Regions from separate parts of the Triticum aestivum genome. Here region 1 is linked to region 2. A link is a contact called in public Hi-C data. All regions are on one chromosome and are shown on one strand. The core of a region is the stretch at or near the end of the contact, and the rest is flanking DNA. Distances in the headings are between cores, read along the strand shown. Region 1 holds the start of LOC123098215 (3-ketoacyl-CoA synthase 6). Region 2 has its middle 110 kb from the start of LOC123098215.

Region 1 (6,709 bases), core at 33-2,532, 110 kb after region 2:
TGTAAGGCCGTACCGAGTGCAAAATGCTGGTGCCCGTGCCTACCGCTACCATTACCAGATGACAGCGATTTAGCCTCCGCCAAAAACTGGCGCCTTTTCTTCCAAAACAGGCCACCGGCGTCGCGTCTCCTAATCTCCAAACCCAAGGAAAACCGATTTTCTCCATACGAATGGGAGAAAAATGAAATGGAGGTACCGTTTCAGTCGTTGCAGAGCGGCTGTTGCAGGAGCTTTATGACGGGGCAGCGACCCTGCTGCAGGAGTGCCTTAATTGTGCAAGCACTAGGTACCAACAGAGGAGTAATTTGCACATGTGGCCATGGACAGGTGTCACTGTGTGTGGAGTAATAAGTTGCGGGTGCAAGGGAGCGAGCCGATTGGTCATTTCAATTATTGTACGTGTGCCTGGCCATAGTCGTCGAGGGGAAAATTACCAGGAACGATGCACTGCCGCGTCTCCGGCGGTCCTGCCTCTGATCCTGAACGATGTGAAAAAGGGGGAATGCAGGGGTTTCGACGTCCCATTCAGAATTTGGAGTTGGATGTGACTGCTGCTGCTGGACGACGTGTGCTTAGCTCAGCTGGATCAGGCGTTGGTACGTCTGTTGAACTAACCGCCCTTGCGAGTCTCTGGGTTTGATCATCAGATACAGGATAGGGCAGCAGCAGCATGACAGCATGAGTTGTAAATTGTATATGCCCGGTTTATATCATGAGGTTGGTTAACCAGCGCGATTGTTCAGATGTAAGCATGACCGTGCGCCGGTGTACTGTTTTAGTGTGTCACTTCCCCGTCCTATTTAATTACATCATGTCGAAGCAAGTGATTGGAGCTCAACTGTCTGAAGCTCAAAGGGATAGTATCAGGCAAGCAGGCCATGTAAGTACTACTCCGCCGTGCGACTAATAAATAATAATGATCACAGACAGAGTTTGTACTACGACTAATAATGTGCGTCTAACAACAACAGTAAAATTTCAGGGGCCTCCTTGAACGAAACGATCCGCGTTGAAGCATTGGCGTTAACCGTCACCCTACGGAGCAGAAGGCCGATGGAAACGGCGCAGAGGCTGGAGAAAGCGATCCCGGCCCAGGACGAAGACCGTAGTCGCACGCAGACGCAGCACAAGACGCCGTGCCCGTGTGTGTGCGCGCGCGCGCGCCAACAGAAGGAGCCCTCTCAGTGGCCGGCCAGGCCGAACTCACGCTCCGGTTGGTGGCGGTAGCCAGTCTCCTCATTTAAACTGCCCATCTGCCCCGGTCCTTCCCTCCGCCCCGCCACTCTATTAAACCCCACCACGCCACCACCTCCTCTGCAACCGCAACCGCAACCGCTCCGCCCGGCATCTCGCCTCGTCGCACTTCCCTCCAGCCCCACACCCAGCCAGCACCCGGAGACGAGACGTGTACGTGCGCGTAGCACCAACCCGAGCCCAGCGGTGCGCCGCAGAAACAGGCAGGCAGCGGTGCGCGGCGGGACGGAAGGCCAGGGTGACGTGCGGGCGCGGGCCGGGCCAGAGGCCTAAGTAGCGAGCAGCGCCGATCGACGGACCGACCGGTCATGCCGAGCGCGCTGGGGAGCGGCTTCGCCGGGTCGGTGAGGCTCAAGTACGTGAAGCTGGGGTACCAGTACCTGGTGAACCACTTCCTGACGCTGCTGCTGGTGCCGGTCATGGCGGCCACGGCGCTCGAGCTGGCGCGCCTCGGCCCCGGCGAGCTGCTCGCGCTCTGGCGCGCCCTCGACCTCGACCTCGTGCACATCCTCTGCTCCGCCTTCCTCGTCGTCTTCGTCGCCACCGTCTACTTCATGTCCCGCCCCAGGCCCGTCTTCCTCGTCGACTACTGCTGCTACAAGCCCTCCCCCAGCTTCCGGGTGCCCTTCACCACCTTCATGGAGCACATCAAGCTCATCTCCAACAACGACAAGAGCCTGCGCTTCCAGACCCGCATCCTCGAGCGCTCCGGGCTCGGCGAGGAGACCTGCCTCCCGCCGGCCAACCACTACATCCCGCCCAACCCCAGCATGGAGGCGTCGCGCGCCGAGGCGCAGCTCGTCATCTTCAACGCCATCGACGACCTCGTCCGCCGCACGGGCCTCAAGCCCAAGGACATCGACATCCTCGTCGTCAACTGCAGCCTCTTCTCCCCGACGCCCTCCCTCTCCGCCATGATCATCAACAAGTACAAGCTCCGCAGCAACATCCGCAGCTTCAACCTCTCCGGCATGGGATGCAGCGCCGGGCTCATCTCCATCGACCTCGCGCGCGACATGCTCCAGGTTAGTACTAAGTAAACCCATTAATCTCTTAATTAATTTGGTATGGCATACCTAATACCGGTACCGACTGCCACTACACTCTTCACTCTTCTTCACAACTAATTCGATCACCAGCTAGTGACATGGTGGATATGGATCTGATCATCTGATCGAACATGTATGTACAGGTGCATCCCAACTCGAACGCTCTGGTGATCTCGACGGAGATCATCACGCCCAACTTCTACCACGGGAGCCGGCGGGACATGCTGCTGCCCAACTGCCTGTTCCGGATGGGCGCGGCGGCGATCCTGCTGTCCAACCGGCGGCGGGAGGCGCGGCGCGCCAAGTACAGGCTGGTGCACGTGGTGCGCACGCACAAGGGCGCGGACGACCGCGCGTACCGGTGCGTGTACGAGGAGGAGGACGACGAGGGGCACTCGGGCATCTCGCTCTCCAAGGAGCTCATGGCCATCGCCGGCGAGGCGCTCAAGTCCAACATCACCACCATGGGCCCGCTGGTGCTGCCCATGTCGGAGCAGCTGCTCTTCTTCTTCCGCCTGGTGGGGCGCAAGGTGATCAACAGCAAGTGGAAGCCCTACATCCCGGACTTCAAGCTGGCGTTCGAGCACTTCTGCATCCACGCCGGCGGCCGCGCCGTCATCGACGAGCTGCAGAAGAACCTGGAGCTGTCGCCGCGGCACGTGGAGGCGTCGCGCATGACGCTGCACCGGTTCGGCAACACCTCCAGCAGCTCGCTCTGGTACGAGCTCGCCTACATCGAGGCCAAGGGCCGCATGCGCAAGGGCGACCGCGTGTGGCAGATCGGCTTCGGCAGCGGCTTCAAGTGCAACAGCGCCGTCTGGAAGTGCCTCCGCACCGTCAAGACGCCCACCGACGGGCCCTGGGACGACTGCATCCAGCGCTACCCCGTCCACATCCCGGAGGTCGTCAAGCTGTGAGGCGTCATCGACGACGAGCTCGGCTCGCCGCCGGCGGCCGTGCCCTGCATCTGCATGTACGTGCCCCCCAAAACCTGGAGCTCTGTGGGGGCCCCGACCAAATTAAACCAATCTCTTTCTCCTTTGCTCTCTTTCTTCCTTTTCTTTTTCTAGTATTTTCTTCGCCATAAATTAAATTACATGGATACTCGTGGGATGCGTCACACAAGGAGGGGATCATTCACAGGGAGATTAATCGGCTACCCGAATATTTATATTGGACGACGCTAACGTGGGCGTGGTTGTTAAATTGTTTGTGTCACGAAATTCCACTGCAGTGAAAGGGATAATTACATTGGCACTTGGGGCTTGTCAATCAAATTCCTTTCAGTTGTGTAAATCTTCTTCATGCATGACTTCTTCTTGCATACATGCATGTACTACTCGGTATTGCTTATAGGCCAGATGATGTAAGTGTCAGAATATATTGTTTGGTGTCGTGTCATTAGAGGTTTTCAGTTCTTATGCATATTGTTGAATGGCAGTAATACTTCCCTGCAATTATTCTGTAAGTGCCATCACGAGCTACTCATGAATGTTGGAATATTAGGCAAGTTCATGATTAATTCCAGTAAATAATTCATGACTAGAAGAGATATTAGCATGCAATAATTTAGCAAACTAGAAGAACAGCAAGACATGCATAACAGCAGCAAACACGTAACAATAGCTGTAGAGACAGACATGAACAGAGGATGTTGGACGTACTGATCGTTAGCTATTATGGGTGCGACAGTGTTGATGACGATGTTGGCGACGATCTGCTGCTGACGGTGATGAATACGACGATGAGTAGCACCGCCCGACTTGGACGGAAGACGACCCGTGATTACGAATTTGAGCAGTCGCGCACAACGCTTCCCAAAAACCTAATTCGTCCTCTCCCGGTGCAGGATCGCAAAGACGAACGGTTCCGGAGACCTGCTCTCCCACGCGCCGATGCACGCTGGCGTTTGGGATGGAGTAGACTACGATGGCGGCGCAAGTTGTGAGATGAGGCAAAACCCTAGGTGTTTTCGATGTGTCTCTGGCCGCAACCGGTAGCTGTATACATATTAGGACCAGAGGCGGTATTGTGTCGCGACCACAATCCCAAACTGACTCGGTTTCTAATTCGTATACTTACCGGACAAGAAATCAAAAACTTGTCTGCCAAGACATAAAAATAAAACGGCAAAAGGAAGCTGCGCTCCTGCAAGGAGACGGACTGGATATCGGCGGACCATTCGCGCGCGCATGCCGCATGTACGCGCCGCCTCGCCACGCCACGGCCCGGCAAGGCGAGGCGAGCGAGCGCGCGCGTGTGGTTTTCCCTTTCTCTTCTCACACACCACTTAGAGTGGTGGAGAGAACCCACTATATAAAGAGGTCCAACTCTTCTTCAACTTCCGGGGTGGGACTAAACTTAGCACTACCACTTGCCATTTTACACATGGGCTTTGAGATTTCAGAAATTGCTATGGGCCTAGCCCATTAATTCTAACAATCCCCCACCAGATCTCAAATACCCATTTAGAGATTTGCCTTCTCTCACCACTTGTTTAATATACCAGTGTTTCAGCAGAGACTGTTAAGTTGAACTTCTGCCTAGAACTTTAAGCTACATCCATTCACAACTTGACAATGGACTATGCCTTGAATTGCTAGTTTTGTGTGAACAGGTTTCACTCAAAGTCTTAACCAGTACCTGACCGCCAGTAGGCTACCCCGTGGTTTGGAGCTTATACGTCATACTCCCTGGTCTCTTCGTGAGCTTACTAGAGATCACCCAAATCTCATAGACTGCGACGTTTACAGTCAGAACTCATATAGGTGTGTTCTTTCAAGACTGCTCTGTAGGACAGCATCTTTGCTAATTATAGCCAATAGAACCACGTTAAGGCATGTTGCCAACCTGCCTTACAGATCTGAGCCTTACAGCTCTGAGAGTTTTGCATCTTCACTTGGAGACGATCATTAGTTATTACTCTCCTCAGTTAACCAATAGCTTGTTCTTCCCAGATCCTAATTCACGGGATCTCCAATCACAAAGGTTGGGTTACTACTATGGTGTAACATCTATGGGTCTCATACCCATCTCCCTCGATGCAATATCTATCACATTTCGTGATAGTCCCTTTGTAAAGGGATCTGCCAGGTTTTTGTCTGTTTGTATATACGTAACAGTTATTACTCCGGAGTTTCTCAACTTCCTGACAGACTTCAAACGTCTCTTCACATGTCTTGATGACTTTGCATTATCTTTAGAATTGTTCACTTTAGCGATAACCGTTTGGTTATCACAATTCATAAGAATAGCCGGTACAGGTTTTTCAACAACTGGCAAGTCCATCAAGAGCTCACGCAGCATTCTGCCTCAACAGTAGCTGTGTCCAAAGCAGTTAATTCTGCTTCCATAGTTGACCTCGTCAATATGGTTTGCTTGCAAGACCTCCATGACACTGCGCCACCACCATGAGTAAATACATACCCACTTGTTGCGTAAAGTACATCAACATCGGAGATCCAATTTGAATCACTATATCCTTCTAGCACAGCAGGATGCCCTGAATAAGTAATTCCGTAACTCATAGTACCTCTCAGAAAGCGCAAGACCCTTTCTAGTGCATGCCAATGATCATCACCCGGGTTGGACATGAACCTACTCAGTTTGCTCACAGCAAAAGAGATATCTGGTCTTGTAGCGCTAGCTAGGTACATGAGTGAACCGACAATTTGAGAGTATCTTAATTGATCTCTCGTTTCTTTCTTGTTCTTTCTGAGTGTCACGCTGGGATCATAAGGTGTTGGAGAAGGCTTGCTATCCATAAAACCGAATCGGTTCAAGACCTTCTCAACATAGTGAGATTGCGTTAATGTAATCCCACTCTCATCCTTAATAAGTTTGATGTTTAGAATTACATCGGCTTCTCCCAGATCTTTCATGTCAAAACTTTTTGATAGAAAAGACTTGACCTCATTAATTGCATTAATGTTTGTATCAAAGATCAGTATGTCGTCCACATACAAACATAATATGACACTATTGCCCCCACCATGGCGATAGTAAACACACCTATCCGCCTCGTTAATGACAAATCCTGCAGAAGTCAGAGTTCTTTCAAACTTCTCATGCCATTGCTTAGGTGCCTGTTTCAGACCATACAAAGATTTTAACAACCTGCACACCTTTCTCTCTTCACCCTTTACCACAAACCCATCAGACTGATCCATATAGATCTCCTCTTTCAACTCTCCATTGAGAAAAGCTGTCTTTACATCCATTTGATGAATGATAAGACCATAAGAGGCAGCCAAGGAAAGTAACACTCGAATGGTGGTCATTCTAGCAACGGGTGAATAGGTGTCAAAGTAATCTTCGCCTTCTTTCTGAGTGTAGCCCTTGGCCACTAGCCGCGCCTTGTACTTATCAATAGTACCATCAGGCTTTAGCTTCTTTTTGAACACCCA
Region 2 (7,378 bases), core at 2,600-5,099:
AACATTTATGTTATAAACGCCAAACATTTTATAATATACGATGGACACTTATTTTGTTATACCTATGCATACTTTTTAATACCCACTGGACCTTTTCTAATATAAGATGAACTTTATTTGGAAACATGCTGAACAATTTTCAAAAAACATTGGCATTTTTGAAAAACTGTTCTCACCTAAATTTTTTGAATTTTGAAAAGATGTTCGAAGTTTCAAATAAAATATTCACATATTGTAAAAATTGTTAAGAAATTTAAAAAAACATTCATGTTTTCAAATAATATTCATATTCTAAAAAATGGTTAAGTATACTGCAAAAAATAGGTCCGCTATAGTGCGGCGGACGCTGCAGTACCGTGTATCTATAGTTCATCATCCGCTAAAGTGCTTCGCTGCATCGCCGGTCCGTTGGAATTGAGCCTGGCACGGCTTTTTGCCGCTTGCGAGTGACTTATAAGGGTGCACATATGTCTCGCCTGACACGAGAAGAACCGCAGCCTCGCCCGCGAGCAGCTACAGGGAGCCGGTAATGGGCCACCCCCAGGAGGGGCGAGGGTCATTGCACCGACACCTTATCGACATCTCGCTAGTTTTTTTATTTGTATATACATTTTAATTTTATATATTCTAAAAACCCTAAGTTTACTTTAAAAAAAACCATGATGGTGAAGATGTTTAGAAAGTGTAAAAGACATGTTGATAAATTTCAAATAAATTTGTTGCAATGAAAAATGTTTCCATAATTAAACCAATGAATGCGAAATTTTCAAAAATGTGTATACAATGTAAAAAATATTATTTTATAGCACAAAAAATGTATCATACTATTAAATAAAAAGCGAAGGACCAAAAGAAAACGTAGAATTTGAAGAAAGGAACAAAGAAAACCAACGTATAACAAAAGAAACAAAAAAACACGGTGAAAAAGCAAAGAGAATCAAAATATAATGAAGAAAAAAATAAAAACCAGGAAAAAACAGCGAAGAAATAAAGATCCAAAGACACAAATAAAATAAAAAACTAAAAAACCCGAACCAAACAGTGAAGACAGGACAAAGAAACAACACAAAAAAACAGGCCGACAAATAGTGAAAATCTAAACTAAGAAGAAGAAGAAGAAAGCACAAACTCCTACAGTAGTGTACCAGCCTAGTCACGCCGCGCCTTAGACGAGGGGGGCATACATGTCGCGGCCGACGATATATAGCTCAGGCGGCCTATAACTCTATAAGGCCATCTCCTTGCAGTAGGCATGGAATAGCCTTGGCGCTACTTCAACAAGAAGGGAAGGCAATCAATGTATTCTTTGGCCTGCCTGCGGGGACTCAGGCTTTAAGTGGCTTTTGGCGGGCAACCTTCATGGAGGTGGTTGTTTTAAAAAAATAGATAATCACATTTTGGAGTTTCATTTTTTTTGAAAAAAAATCTACACATTCATATGGATGTATTCTACATGCGTATAAAATATGACAATGAAATACATTATTGTGATAGCTACACAAAAAAGAGAAAATCCTGAATTTCTAATAGTGAAAAGTGTTTTGAAAATCTTGATTTGTCTTTTTCGTGTAGCCGTCACGATAACGTATTTCATCTTCAAAATTGACACACATGTAGAATACATCCACGAATACATGTATGATTTTTTTCAATTTTTTTGAACTTTAAAAATATATTTTTGACTTTTTTTTGCCAACGACCTCCATGGAGGTCGCCTGGCATTGGCATTCTGCGCATACTAAAGGCGTTATAGTGGCGAGGAATAACACAGTAAACTCGCATCTCCGGGCAGCCCTATGTCTCCCTTCACCCGAGACAGAGGTAACCCTCGTCAGAAGCGAGCCCGGGTGCGCGGGAGCCACAACCTCATTTTTGTTTTGTTTTTTTTTCATGTTTTTTTTCGTTTTTACTTTTGTTTATACTTCTAAATATTCTACTTCCTTCGATCCATATTACTTGTCACACTAATGAATGTACCTATAAGTATTTCAGTGGTAGATACACCCGTTTGAGCGATAAATAATATGGATCGGAGGGAGTAAATAAATATATTACAAAAAGCACTTTACATAAAACATTTTAAAAAAATGTTAACCAACTGTTTGAAAAATGTGAAATGTGTATAGACAAAACATTACTGATGTATACGAAAAATGTATAGAAAAAATATAAAATGTGTGTGAAAAAAGTTGATCGTGTATTTAAAAATTATTACAAAACAATTATTTGATTTTTTGATCAAAACAATATTAAAAAATGTTAATCAAGCATTTTATAATTTTAAATGTGTATATAAAAATGTTGACCATGTATTCAAAACATCTTATTATTTTATTAGAAAATTGTTAATCAATTATTTAAAAAAGGAAATGTGTATAAAAATGTTCAACATGTATTAAAAAACTGCTAGACATGTATTTAGAAAATATTAATAGAGCATTTGAAAAATGTTATATGTGGAGAGAAAAATTGTTGACCATGATAAAAAAAATATTATTACGAAAAAATTGTTAATTAAGCTTTGAAAATTGTTAAATTTGTACATAAAAAACATGATGATGTATTAAAAAATGTTGAAGTCTTATTAAATATACAGAAAAATGTAATACGTGTATGGGAAATATAGACGTAAATATATAAATTCACAAAATTGTTAATCAGTATTTTAAAATGTTAAATATGTATATAAAAATGTTTTAGATGTATCAGATGTTTTTTGAATGTGTACATAAAAATATTAACATATGTTTAAAAAAAGAAACCGGCAAAAAACAAAAAAAACAAAGGGAAGTGAAGAAACCCAATAAAAACCTAAAGGAAAAACAGAGAAAATAATTCAAGAAAATAAAAAACATGAAGGGAAAATTCAAAAGAATAAAAGCAAAGAAAACCAAGAAAAATAATGAAAACTGATGAATACAAAGAAAGGAATAAAGAAAAAGCCGAAGAAACGAATGATTCAAAAAAATTAATCTAGTATTTAAAAGAAATGAAGCATTTGGAAAAGCTTAAATTTGTATAGAAAAAAAACCTTGATGGTGATATATTAAAAAATAAACATTTGTTTGATATATACCAGAAATATACAATGTGTATGGTAAAAAATAGACATAAAAAATAGACATAAAAAATAAACATTTGTTTGATATATACCAGAAATATACCATGAAAGATGGGACGAAAAAAATCCTGAAAGCAAGACTATCAACTGCTCCATTAAAAATTGAGATACATACCTAACAAAACTAAGCGAGATATAGTTGCCGCGCGCATCTCTGCCCGTCCAGCACCTCCGGCCATCTACTTCCGTTGCCGCGCAACAGCACGAGGCGTCCAGAGGTGTCGGCCGTCAGCGCCCGCCGATATCCAACGGCCATACCAGCAACCGCACATCGTCCGTCATCGGTCATGAATGTACGCTCCAAAATCGTGCGGAGCGAGCCGTCTCCGCGTCCGGCGCGCCGCCATTCGCCACTGGCACCGGCACACGCCCGCCTGGCTCTGGCTCTCCGCTTTTCGGGCCTGAGCCTCCAACCAATTATCGTCGGCGGACGCACAACTGGCCGCCTCCATGCGTGTCCTTGTGCAGGTTGCTTGCTCGAGCTTTCCGCCGCTTACGCACGCACGTCCTCGTCGCCGGCCGTTGGCAACCGCCGAGAGGCCGTATCGTATGAAAGATGAGACATCGGTACGGCGGCAACTACACTGCGGAGCCGTAGCGATCGACGCGTAACCGCGACCATAAAATCTGACAGCTGCTTCCTATTAGCTCCTTCTGCTACTACCATTTACACATAAAATCCGAGACGCGGAACGTGCTCGGCACCGACAGCGATGGACACATACCCTACCCTAGCAAACGTTTAATCCTATTCCTAGACGCTCTCGTCTCGCCTGTTGACCCCAACGGCGACACTGTGCACACCGGTGATTCAGCACGGCGCCATCGTGATATAGCGAAGCGCAATGAATAGGCCGGCCGGCGTCAACCGCCAACCACATTCCGGTAGCAGAGCAGCCACCACACGATCGTGCGGAGTCACGTCCCGGACCTCTCCGTTGACCGGATGAGTCGATCCTCCCCTCCTCCCAACCGCACGTCGTGATCATGGTGTTTGACATGGCTGACTTTGCTTACGGCATCGTCCTCCCAACCGTCCCCCGCGACGATAAGGCGTTTGACGATCAATCTCGACGGACTTGCTTGTCCAACACAAGCTCTCGCTCGTCTCGTGCCAGCGACGACACTCGATCATCCATGGGCGGGCCTGCATGTGCATGCATGGAGTAATGCTCAGGGCCGGCCGGCGCTGGAAATATGAGCAATTTACCAAATGATTTTATAAACAGAAATATTAGATAAAGCATGACTAATATAGCCGCGATAAAGCAAGTCATGCAATCTGACAAAAAGAAAGTAAATAGCATCTGCATATATGAACTTGAACTAAACACATCTAGAACAGACACTAGATAAAGTTGCATATATGAAGTAGAACCTATCATATGTAGGGCAGAAACTAGAGCAAAGAACTGTGTCATGACATCTAACAGAAAGAGCAAGAACACGTACAGGTCAGCAGCAGCAGAAGCACTGGACTTGGGGTCGACATCCTCTCCAGCCATGTTGTTGCTGAGGTAGTCGACGTCGGGGAAGAAGTCGTCGTCGAGGAAGTAGTCGTCGGAGTCCGTGATGAAGAAGCCAGTAGTCGCGCAGAGCGCTCCCCAAAAACCTTACACCCTTCTCCCGTACAGGACTCAAAAGGTGCGGTTCCGGAGGCCTACTGTCCCGACCTGCAGTGCACGCCGCAAGCCGGGATGGGGAAGAACGTAGCAGCAGCGCAGTGCTCGGAACTTTGTGGCGAGAGGAAGAGGAGCTTCTGGTGTGTCTCTCAGGAGAGGAGCGACCTCTCTTATATAGGCACAGGAGAAGGACGCGAACAGGCTGCGGCGGGAGGTGAAGCAACGGAGGGAGACGAAACGAACAAGCTGCGGCCGAAGAGGCGCGTCGTTCAAATTCAGTGTCCACTACAGAAAACGTTTCAGCTCCCGCGTGACCTTTCGTATACCCGTCGTGCGTGGCAAAAATTTAGACATCGGCTCGGCTCATTCCCGCAACCCGCAACCCGCGGCACGGCGCGTCGTGACGAGGCGGGCGGCGGAGGAGGAGCGCGCGTGGATGTCCCTCTTGTTCTTAGGCTCATACATATGGGGAAAGAACCTCCTTTATAAAGAGGTCCAACTCCCTTCTAAACTAGCAATGTGGGACTAAACTTTAGTAGTGTCCCTTGCCTTGCACGAATGGGCTAAGTGGGCCTCTAGGATTTATTAGGAATCTCTGAAATTGTTATTGGACCAGGCCCATAAAAGGATAAATTCCAGCAATCCCCTACCAGATCCTAGAGGCACATAGAATTTGCCTTTAGTTCCAAAACACTGTCTTATATACCGGTACTGCAGTGGAGACTGTTAAGTTGAACTTCCACCTAGAACTCTATGCTACACTAGTAAGCAACTTGAACACTGGACTAAGCCTTGAACTGCAAGTTTTCTGCGAATCTAGCTTCACATAAAGCCTTGACCGATACGTGGCTACCGTGGGTCTTCCCCGCGGGTGGAGCTTATGCGTCATACTCCGAGACCTTTCATGAGTTTACTAGAGAGAACCCTATTCTCATAGATTGCGACGTTTAACAATCAGACTCATATAGGTGTGTTCTTCAAAAGATGTTCTGCAGGACAACATCTCTGCTTAAATGAGCCACTTAGAACACATTAAGATATACATCAACCTGCCATACAGTTTTAGGAGAGTATTGCATCTTCATGGAGTGGTATTGTTAATAGTAAGGATACTCTCCTCTCAGTTGATCAACAGCTTGTCTTCCACATCTAATTCACGGGATCTCCGATCACAAAGAATAGGTTACCACTGTGAACAACTCATATTGTGGGTCTCATACCCATCTCCCTCGATGCATTATCTATCACATTACGTGATAGACCCTTAGTAAAAGGATCTGCCAGATTTTTAGACGTTTGGATATAATCCAATGCAATAACTCCGGAGTTTCTCATTTTCCTGACAGACTTTAACCTTCTCTGAACGTGTCTTGATGACTTCATGTTATCCTTTGAGCTGCTCACTTTCGTGATCACAGTTTGATTGTCGCAGTTCATAAGGATACCCGGTACAGGTTTCTCAACAACCGGCAAGTCATTCAAGAGCCGGCGAAGCCAATCTGCTTCGACCGTAGCTGTATCTAGTGCTGTGAGTTCTGCTTCCATTGTTGACCTCGTTAAGATGGTCTGCTTGCAAGACTTCCAAGAAACAGCGCCACCTCCATGAGTGAATACATAACCGCTCGTGGCCTTTATCTCATCAGCATCTGAGATCCAGTTTGAGTCACTATACCCTTCAAGCACCTTTGGGTGCCCAGTGTAGTGAATTCCATAATTCGCAGTGCCTTTCAAATAACGCAAAACTCTCTCTAGAGCTTTCCAATGCACATCTCCTGGTTTTGAGACAAACCGACTCAGTTTGCTAACAGCAAAAGAGATGTCAGGTCTTGTAGCACTGGCTAAGTACATAAGCGAGCCAATAATCTGAGAATATTTCAATTGATCTCTAGCAATTCTTTGATTCTTTCGAAGTAACACACTCGCATCATATGGTGTTGGAGAGGGCTTGCAGTCACTATAGCCAAAGCGACTCAAGATCTTTTCCACATAGTGAGATTGAAGCAATGTAATCCCACCATCATCGTCTCTCAACAACTTGATGTTCAAAATGACATCAGCCACTCCTAAATCCTTCATCTCAAAACAACGAGATAGGAAATCCTTGACCTCCTTAATAACATTCAGATTTGTTCCGAAAATCAGTATGTCATCAACATACAAGCAAAGAATAACTCCTTCGCCCCCACCATGGCGATAGTACACACATTTATCAGCTTCGTTTACAACGAAGCCTGCAGCGGTTAAAGTTCTTTCAAACTTCTCATGCCACTGTTTGGGTGCTTGCTTGAGTCCATACAAAGACTTCAGCAACTTGCACACTTTTCCTTCCTGACCATCTAGTACAAACCCATCTGGTTGTTCCATATAAATTTCCTCGTCCAACTCTCCATTTAGGAAAGCAGTCTTAACATCCATTTGATGAACGAGAAGACCATGTGAGGCAGCTAGTGAAAGTAGAACTCGAATAGTGGTCAGTCGAGCCACAGGTGAGTAAGTATCAAAGAAGTCTTCACCTTCCTTTTGGGTATAACCCTTAGCCACGAGCCGAGCCTTGTACTTTTCAATAGTACCATCAGGCCTAAGCTTCTTCTTGAATACCCATTTGCATCCTATAGGTTTGCACCCATAAGGACGA

The links. A called contact is a pair of places that touch in the nucleus more often than the background predicts.
Region 1: a Hi-C map of leaf shows a contact between it and region 2, with 2.4 times the contacts expected there. The contact joins the promoter of LOC123098215 here to the enhancer-like site in region 2. A contact is called at or near these places in 2 of 5 Hi-C or Micro-C datasets (leaf and root).

What each region holds. Positions count from the first base shown.
Region 1 is chr4D:404,929,938-404,936,646 of IWGSC CS RefSeq v2.1, forward strand. LOC123098215 (3-ketoacyl-CoA synthase 6) reads left to right here and starts at 1,283. Exons shown (of 2, transcript XM_044520140.1): 1 at 1,283-2,279; 2 at 2,447-3,722. The coding sequence starts at 1,563. The coding sequence ends at 3,220.
Region 2 is chr4D:404,813,277-404,820,654 of IWGSC CS RefSeq v2.1, forward strand. No RefSeq gene overlaps it. Among protein-coding and RNA genes, the nearest start is that of LOC123098215, 110 kb to the right of the region's middle. Within about 2 kb of position 3,850, at least 1 of the 8 cell types and tissues checked has an H3K27ac peak or open chromatin away from gene starts, as enhancers often do. A contact at or near this core is called in leaf, where this site is marked.